Linked DNA regions of Mus musculus: region 1 is linked to region 2. A link is a contact called in public HiChIP or PLAC-seq data. All regions are on one chromosome and are shown on one strand. The core of a region is the stretch at or near the end of the contact, and the rest is flanking DNA. Distances in the headings are between cores, read along the strand shown.

What was found. HiChIP or PLAC-seq counts read pairs in DNA pulled down with a chosen protein or histone mark.
Region 1: a contact with region 2 is called in a FOXA1 HiChIP or PLAC-seq map of pancreatic cancer cells. The contact joins two enhancer-like sites. A contact is called at or near these places in 2 of 484 Hi-C or Micro-C datasets (the N1E-115 cell line and cortical neurons) and 1 of 115 datasets of contacts at active chromatin or transcription factors (pancreatic cancer cells).

What each region holds. Positions count from the first base shown.
Region 1 is chr6:49,789,742-49,794,296 of GRCm38.p6, reverse strand. No RefSeq gene overlaps it. Among named protein-coding and RNA genes, the nearest start is that of Npy, 31 kb to the left of the region's middle. Within about 2 kb of position 1,561, at least 11 of the 459 cell types and tissues checked have an H3K27ac peak or open chromatin away from gene starts, as enhancers often do. A contact at or near this core is called in pancreatic cancer cells, where this site is marked.
Region 2 is chr6:49,653,981-49,658,161 of GRCm38.p6, reverse strand. All of the region lies in intron 2 of Gm31226 (a long non-coding RNA gene), which reads right to left. Among named protein-coding and RNA genes, the nearest start is that of Gm31226, 22 kb to the right of the region's middle. Within about 2 kb of position 1,356, at least 54 of the 459 cell types and tissues checked have an H3K27ac peak or open chromatin away from gene starts, as enhancers often do. A contact at or near this core is called in pancreatic cancer cells, where this site is marked.

The sequences.
Region 1 (4,555 bases), core at 312-2,811, 140 kb before region 2:
CACTGCAGGGAAGCCTCTAAGCTCTACCTCCCTTCAGGTCTCAACCTTCTCTCCTCTACTTGGTGTCCTAGAGACACTAAGACTTGCAGACTGTGACCTGGGGCCCCTGAGTACAGAACTCTGACCGCTGATTGCCCTTCTTTTTGGGGAAGGCAAGAGAAGGTCCCAGATGAAGCACTGGTTCCCATCTCTTCTGTCTCCTTACAGACCTGGTAGATCCTGTTTCATCTTTACCTCCCCAGTAATCCATTTGCTAGCCCCCTCCTCTGGTGGTGTGGGGTATAGTGGTGTTGTAGTGGTGCTGCAATGGTGGTGGTTGTTGTGGTGGTTGTGGTGGTTGGTGGTGATGTGGTGATTGTGATGGGGTGATGGTGGTGCTATGGTGGTGGTGGTGGTGGTGGTGGTGGTGGTGGTTGTGGTGGTTGGTGGTGATGTGGTGATTGTGATGGGGTGGTGGTGGTGCTATGGTGGTGGTGGTGGTGCTAGAGCATGGCAGCTTTCTCTTTGCCCAGACAACAGGCTTCCTTCCATTACCCATCAGACTTAGGATGGCTTGGCTATTGGCACCTTTGCTTCTAAATTCCCTCGGCAAGACAACGTCTAAATGAAGTCTCTCCAGTGAAGCCTTTCACCTGTGTCACTTCTCCTGTTGACCAAACAGCCACAGATTTCCCACAGAGCTAGTTTTTCTCTTTACTGAAGGGGACTCTGTAGCTGTGATAACTTCTACTAGAAAAGAAACTCTAGTTTCTAGATAAATCCTAAGCAGGTCTGCCACTGTAGGGGAAAATATAATGGAGTAGAGGATTCAGTTCAGAGATCGGTCACCAGAAGTAGACTGTTTTAACAGTTAGAACCTCGATTAGGAACAGGCTATGACAGATTCTTAAAGGCTAGCCGTAGGGTTAGGTCTTATGGGTCATCCTTGTATCTGGCTTACTACCCTGAACCTTTGAACCTATTTTTATTTAGGAACCTATCACTAGTATTACTCTGATTTTTACCTGTCTTTCTTATTAGGGAACTAGAACAAACAGCCAAATTGCTTTCATCTTTGCAGTGCCAGTAGCTGGCAATATGCCTAGTTTAAGGTAAATGTTTGATACTTACAACCAATGCATGGAAAGATTAAATAGCCTTTAATGTAGAAGGGAAAATACCACCTCAGTCTTTCAGAACTACAGAGTCCCCAACCCCATAACAGCAGAGAGTGCTGCGTCCCACCATGGGTGGAGGGGGGGGGGGGGGCTCTGTGCCATGGTGCCTGGGTTGACACGCGTGACTGTGAACTTCACAAGCTCTGGGGCTTGGCTCAGGTTGTTCTCTTGCTGTGGTTCAGGATCTCCTGGGTAAACTGAGGATAATGATACCACTACTCCGACTTGTTTCCCAGGCACCCAGCTGCCATTTAGATTATGGGATTGTAGCAGGTAAGACAGGAGCTCTGTTGCGGGAAATGTTAAAAATGGATTCCACGCTACCGCCGGCCAGGCACCGGTGGAAAGGCCAGCCTGTTCTCAGCCCAGCAGACTCTCTGACTCAGAGCTCTGAAAGCACTCTGTCCACCCATGGCTGGCGGCTGCCACGCCCCCCGTACTTCTGAATTCCTGTGGCTAGCTGGGGTGGTCATGGTTCCCTGACCAGGAAATGAACCCCGACTGCAGCGATGAGAGCGCTGAATCCTAACCACTAACTAGATGGTAGCTGCAAGGTTATTAAGAAGAGTTTTGGGTTTTTTTGTTTTGTTTTGTTTTGTTTTGTTTTGTTGTTTGTTTGTTTTTTTTCTCTGTGCAGTCCTGGCTGTCCTGAAACTCACTCTGTAGAAGGCTTGCCTGTCAAGTGAATGTTCAAGGCATGTGTGGAAATAGTATTGTCAAAGCGTTAAACAAATCTTTAAGGGATTTCTAATGAGACCAGGAAAGTGAAGAGTCTCTGGTGATTCTCACTTGGGGACAATCTTGACTCCAGGAAACATCTGAAAACTTTTTTTATTGATTGTCACCGCTTGGTGACATATATATGTGTTCTAGCATATAGTGATTAAAAGCAGAGTTGTTGCTAAATGCCTGCCAGTGCACACCACAACCCTCTCCATGTGAGCACTTAACATGGCCAAGATGGCCACGGTGCCACCTTGATTGAATGTGTAAGTGGGACTCACAAACATCCGGGTGTGTCTTGCTAGCACTCTGACATGCTTTCTGGCAAAAATTGGGCTCAAGCCCTTTGCAGTCGTTTGCAAGCCCTTTGCAGTCCCCTGCCCTGGGCCTGGAGCACGTTGTTTCTGCGCTGGGTGAACCACTTTCCAGTGATAGGCTGCTTCCGGAAGCTTCTTGGATAATACATTTTTTAAATGTTTACAAAGCAACCAGGAAGGGTAAAAATTAGAGAACAATTGAGAACATACCCACTCCTATCTATTTGTTCTTGGAACTCATGACCAGCATTAGAATCATAAAGAGCGGCGTTGGTGTTCCGGGTATTGGCATTACAGCTAGGGACATTAAGCCCCTACCAGGCTAGCCACAACATGCTGTTTCCAATATGTGCCCACCAAGATCAGATTCTGTCAGCCTTTTCTAATTTGTCCTGTATCATGGATCTTTGCCCCAAAAGCTGTGGTCTCTGCATTTTATCTTTTGTTGCCTTAAAATTATCTTGCTAATATATATTAATGACCACTTCCCTAGAGGGGTGTGTGTGTGGTTGTGCACAATTTTTCTTTATTGGCATTGATTTTTACAGTTCTGGCAAGATATCTTGTGTTAGCTTGTAAGAGCTAAGTTGGATCTATGACCTTGGAGCATCCATGTGTTCACTCAGGCTTCTTTCTATGTGCACAGAGATTTTTACTACAGTGAGTTTGGTTTCTGGCCACCATATGTGAGCCACACCCTGTCTGGGCACAAGTTGCAAAATGTATGCAACAACTCAGAACCTAGGCAGCTGTAATAGGATTATGTTTTAATACAGATGTGTATCTTATTATCAGCAGATCCAGCATTCACGAACTAGCTAGGCAGGGAGATGGTCACCTGGGTGGCCACCTGTGGGCATGGTCACCTGTGGGCATGCAGAGATGCAGGTATGACACCACTGGACTAGAAACAATTAGAAGCAAGCCACATAGTCATCTGTGTCATAGTTGGCATAGCATGAGATTTCATACAACAGTTAGCAAAAGGAGGAGTAACAGCACAAATAGATTTTTAGGAGAAATAGCCTTGGAGGGAAGTTCCCTAGGGATGTACACTAAAACTAAAGCAGAGGCTATTGCTGGGCACATGGGAGGCAAGGGGCGTGATGGGGAGTGGTGGTCAAATGAGAACATAATGTGTTCCCTAAATTTAACTTATTAAGCAGGCTGGCCCTTTGCCATTATGAATTCATGATGACCCTATTAAAGACCAGCTGACCACAGTGCATTTATTTCAGCCCTCAAGTCATTCTGTTATCTATCTATCTATCTATCTATCTATCTATCTATCTATCTATCTATCTATCTATCTATCTCAATTCTGTTACTATATTGTGATGAATACTACATCTTTGTAACATATTTTGAAATTAGAAAGTGTGATTTCTATAGTTTGTTTTTCTCCATGATTTTTTTTGGGGGTGTTCATGACCTTTGGTAGTTCCAAATGAATTTTAAGACAATGTTTTATATTCTTTGAAAAGTATTAGTGGTGTTTTGAGAGAGTTATAGAGATTAACTTTAGGTTGTAGAGTTCTCTGGATACTCTAGGAATTTAACAGTAATAATGTTTTCCAGAATATGAACACAGACATCTTCCTATGTTTGTACTATCTTTGGTTTCTGAACTGCATGTGTGTGTGTGTGTGTGTGTGTGTGTGTGTATGCAACATGTATAGGCCAGAGACAGTCAGGTATCTTCCTCAGGTATCTTTCTCAGTTACTTCTTCACCTTATTTTTGAAACATGATCTCTCGTTGACCCCCTGAGTTCACAGTATGGCTAGAACTGATGGTCATCAAGCCCGGAATCCTCCTGTCCCTGCTTGCCCAGCACAGAGGTTGTTTGCTCCCTCCACAGCTAGCTTTTTATATAGCTGCTGGAGATCTAAACTTAGGCCCTCATGCTTCAGAGAGCCTTTTCCTTACTGAGCTAACAACCCACTTCTTTAATCTTTAAAACAATGCTTTGTAATTTTCAGAATGTACATCTCTTATCTTCTTAGTTAGTTTGTTGTGGGTGTTTCATGTTCTTTTTGATGCTGTTGCCAATAAATTTATTTTCTTAGTTTTCTTTTTATGTAGCTTGTTGTACACATTAAGTGTACAAATTCGCCTGATTTTTGTGTATTATACTGTATGCTACAACGTCAAAAGTAACACTACTTTTCAGAAGGTAGTTCGTACTGCTTAAATAATATTTTACACTTCAAATTAGTTAAACCTATACATCACTGTAACTATGAAATAGAATGGTCATTGAAGGAAGAGAAGGCCCATCTCTGCATGGGTAATTAAGGAAGATGTTGGAAAGAAGCCAACATCTGAACTGGGTTCATAGAAGCCTGGAAGGCCGACA
Region 2 (4,181 bases), core at 107-2,606:
CTTTTGACTTCGTGAGGAACTTGAACAGGAAATGCTTAATGCACTTACTTAAGGGGCGGTCCCTCTGAGCTGCAAACCTTTTTTTGCAGACATGGAAGGAGACTAAGGTATTAGTTAGCATAAGTATGTGCTTCAGCGTCTCTCCCATTCACTCACCTGAGCAGGTGCAGAGTCCCTTAATCATAACTGTCAAGAAAGGAAAGCTTGCAATTTCTACCATTTAAAGGGGGAAATGACAAAATGGGGGAGGAGGGAGGAGAGGAAGGGAGAGAATTGCATGAAATGGATGTAAATGTATATTGGAAGGCAGGTGGGGAGAAGGTGGAGGGAGGGTGGTGGGAATGGTGAATGAGTTCATCGATTTCCCTGTGATGTGTGAATAGTGAAAACTCCTTTGAATAGAGAAAAATAGGAACATTTGATCTTACAATGGAATGGGAGACTAAAGGCCTTTCAAAATATTCAAAAATGCATCAGATAAATATTTAGAAGGAAATGCTTAGGTTACAGATTGTGTACACTCATCCGTACCTCCTCAGATTCTGAGGGACGGTGGTGTTAGGAGGACTGATCGCTTGTTCCTGAATTTTAGGCTGAGCATGTATATGTCTGCATTTTGGGGAAGCCCAGGGAGGCCTTACTTCTACTGGAAAAAGCAGAATAGAGGGGTTTAGAGACGAGGGCCGCAAGGAAGTTCCTGGAAAGGCACCAACAGGTAAGGAAGAAGGCATGAAGAAAAGGTGGACACAGTGGCAGTCATGGGACATCTGCTCTCCAGGGGCAAGCATCAAGGGGAAACAGCACCATGGCTACTTAAGGCTTTATTCATGCCATGCTGGGGACAATTTCTCTGCACCCTGAGCCCATCTCCTCCAAACTCTGGTAAAATACTTATCATTCAACACACTCGCAGAGCAAGAGAGTGAGAGTCTGAGGATGAGACAAAGCAAGAATAAATGAGGGGGAGGGAGACAGAGTGCAAGAAGCGGACACTGTGAGCAACCTGAAACCCAGGGCGAACTTGGGTGAGTCTGGGATGATGTGAATGGGAGAACAGGCATTTGCAAGGACAGAAGTATTGTGTAAGAACCCGAGAGGAAGAACTGTGAAGACCTTTGCAGTTTCACCGCTGGGGGTTGTGGGGATATGACATGCCAAAGTCCCTTGTCTCCTTGCCCATGGAGGGAAGCAGACTTCTGCAGATAAGTGGGGAGGAGGCCTCTGGTGAGAGATCTGCTCTGTTGGTGCAGACTGGAGAGAGTGCCTGCTAGACTCTTTCAACCCTGGAGGCAGCTGACTGGCTGGTTTGTCAGTTCAGTTTACCAAGGATCAACACCAAAATGACAAAGTCGCAATCAGCATATGAGTCACCAGAGGGCTCTGCAGCTGCCTCTGTGCACTGGGCTTCACTTCCTGTAGTGTGGCAGGGAGGCGTTGATGCATGAGTCATCAAACACCTGAACAATCAGAGCTGAACTAGTCGATGGATAGCACAAGGCACAGCATCAAAATGTACAAAACCAGCATATCTTCGTGTCACCTGTAATAGAAATGTATTACATCGTTTACCCCGGGTAGTACTTACATGGCTGACAGGACACGTAAGCTGTATTACAGCCCAGTTGCATGACTCAGCCTGCCAAAACCTTGTCTGATGCCTTCCATGACCACTAATATGTCCTTAATATTATTTTCTGTAACTTATAATACTAAATCAAATGGAGTGAGTTCTTTAAAGTTTCTATGACTAATGCCCGTATCAAATAATCTATGGAGAAACATAGTCACAAATAATTCAACTACAGTTCAGAAGGAGTCATGCATGCTACAGATAAGAGAACTCGGAGAGAGCAAATAGCAAGCATAACCAATGGGTACTGGCCTGAGACATTAGAAAATAAACCAAATCCCATAGAAAAATCCCATCTAGAGGACAGAGATCTGAACACAATGTATATTTTCCCAAAGAGAGAAAGACAGAGTCAGATACAGGCAGGCAAGCAGGCAGGCAGATACAAAGGCAGGCAGACAGACAGACAGACAGACATATGCATGTGAGTAGGAATAGGGACCCACTGTATAGAAGAGATAATTAATCTACTAAGTGTCTGTACCGTTGCCAAATCTCTGTTAATGTTACAAATGGAGGGGCTGGAGACTCAGCTCGGTGGTTAAGAGCACTGGCTGCTCTTGCAGAAGAGCTAGGTTTGATACCCAGCACCCACATGGAAGTCCATAGCTGTCTGTAGCCCAATTCCAAGGGCCCCATCACCTTCTTCTGGCCTCCTCAAGCACCAGACAGCACCTGCTGCAGAAATACACATGCAGGTATAACACTCATACACATTAAGTTAATTACAATCTAAAAGTTATTAAAGCATTGCAAGCAACACTTCCAACAAAATCAAAGAATACGATGAATCACTAGTTAATTATTTCTTATTATCAAAACAGTAAATGGCTGTACAAATAAGGTCTTTACAGAGATAAAGGAAATTTCTCAGGAAAGGAGAGCAATTTCCTTCTTGAGTATTCTAGAAGATCTTAACCCCATAGGTCCCCATACAAGGGAATCAAAACAACAAGGGATCATCAGCATCAGAGACCAGAGGGAATGTTGTTTAACAATATAAATGCCACAGCTTGGCACCCCAACTTTCGGACAATTATGTTAAGTATTCCTTTTGGCACGGAGGTTAATTGCTCACAGGTTTCAAAACCAGCTGATGTCAATTCAGCTTTCCCTCACTTTCCATGGGAGGATCCCAGTCGGGAGTGACATACCACACAAATGGGAGGAGGGAAGGTAACAGACAGAAGCACCAGGAAATGTTAATATTGTAAATACTAAAATCCATGCCAGTGAAGTGAACAATGACCTGAATGGGCACACACGGGAAGTGTCGAGTCTCAGAAAACTGTACTCTGCAAATAACGGAGTGCAAGTGTTAGAACTCATTTTCTAAAACTTAGCTTTATCGTGGAAGTTCACTGAGGGAGAGGCATCCCTTTCCTTCTTATTCAGATACTATATGATTAGGTTAATAAATACATTTAAAGTCTAGATCATCTTTTAATTCAGCCGCACAAACAGGGACAGTTGGGATTTGATTGTGGAAAGAATGATTCGGTCATTTGAGAAAGCCCTTCCTTTATTTGCTCAGAACATGGTTTTGGCATCCTATTAACATTTCCAAATTGAATGAGCCTGTCTCTTTGTGTTAGGCAATAGTCTAAGAATAGGGAGAGACCAACGATCATTAGCAATTTATTGTCCTTGCTGAAAAATTAGAAACTGGCCTGGCCGGAACATTAAGTTACAAGGGCAACAGGGATGTCTGAAGGATCAGTGATGCAGATGAGTAACACAGGCCATTCTGGCTCCTGCCAGTGCAGTCAGCAGACGAGACCTTTCCTCGCACGCACTGAATGCTGCTGAAGTGAACAAGCATGCGCAGTTCCCACACAGCGTCCACAGGTTGGAGCCTTCCATGAGCCACACAAAGGAAGGCAAACACACATGCTCACATGTGCCTGCAATGCACGGCTCACACAGACACAATACTAAACAAGCTCCACTCCCTTCCCAGGAAAGGGGAAACTCCATGCCAGAACCCTGGAGACTCACATCATGGTAATTTTCCTCTAAGTCATATCTAACATCCAGTCTAGAACAATCTAGACCCAGAAGTGGGCCATGGGTCTTCTTTCAAAATGTGATGTCAGAATGTCAGTGAGCTGAAAACATAGGACGACAGCCCAGAGCCCCTGCACAGCCTCGTCATTCACTGCGCACAAACCCCCAGCAAATGTACCAGGAAATGTTAATATTGTAACTCATGTTAATGTTAATTAAATTAATTAAATGTCAATATTGTTAATGATGTAACTCAGTCTGTCTCAGAAGAGGAGGAAAGGCACCTACCTGGTTGAGAAAATTGTTTGTCACCAAATGATACAAACAATGAGGGTTCCATCTGCTCTGGTCAATGTAAGTGACTTCATTCTACCAAAGAGGATTTCTAGTAAAAGACTTGCCTATCAAAACTGTGAACTGCGCCTACCATCGCCAACTCCTCTTGACAGACTGTTCACTTCAATGCACACAACCAAAGTGGCAAGCAGCCACTTACTGAAAGTGCCACTGTATCAGTGCCACTGCAGTCAGGACAATGAATAGG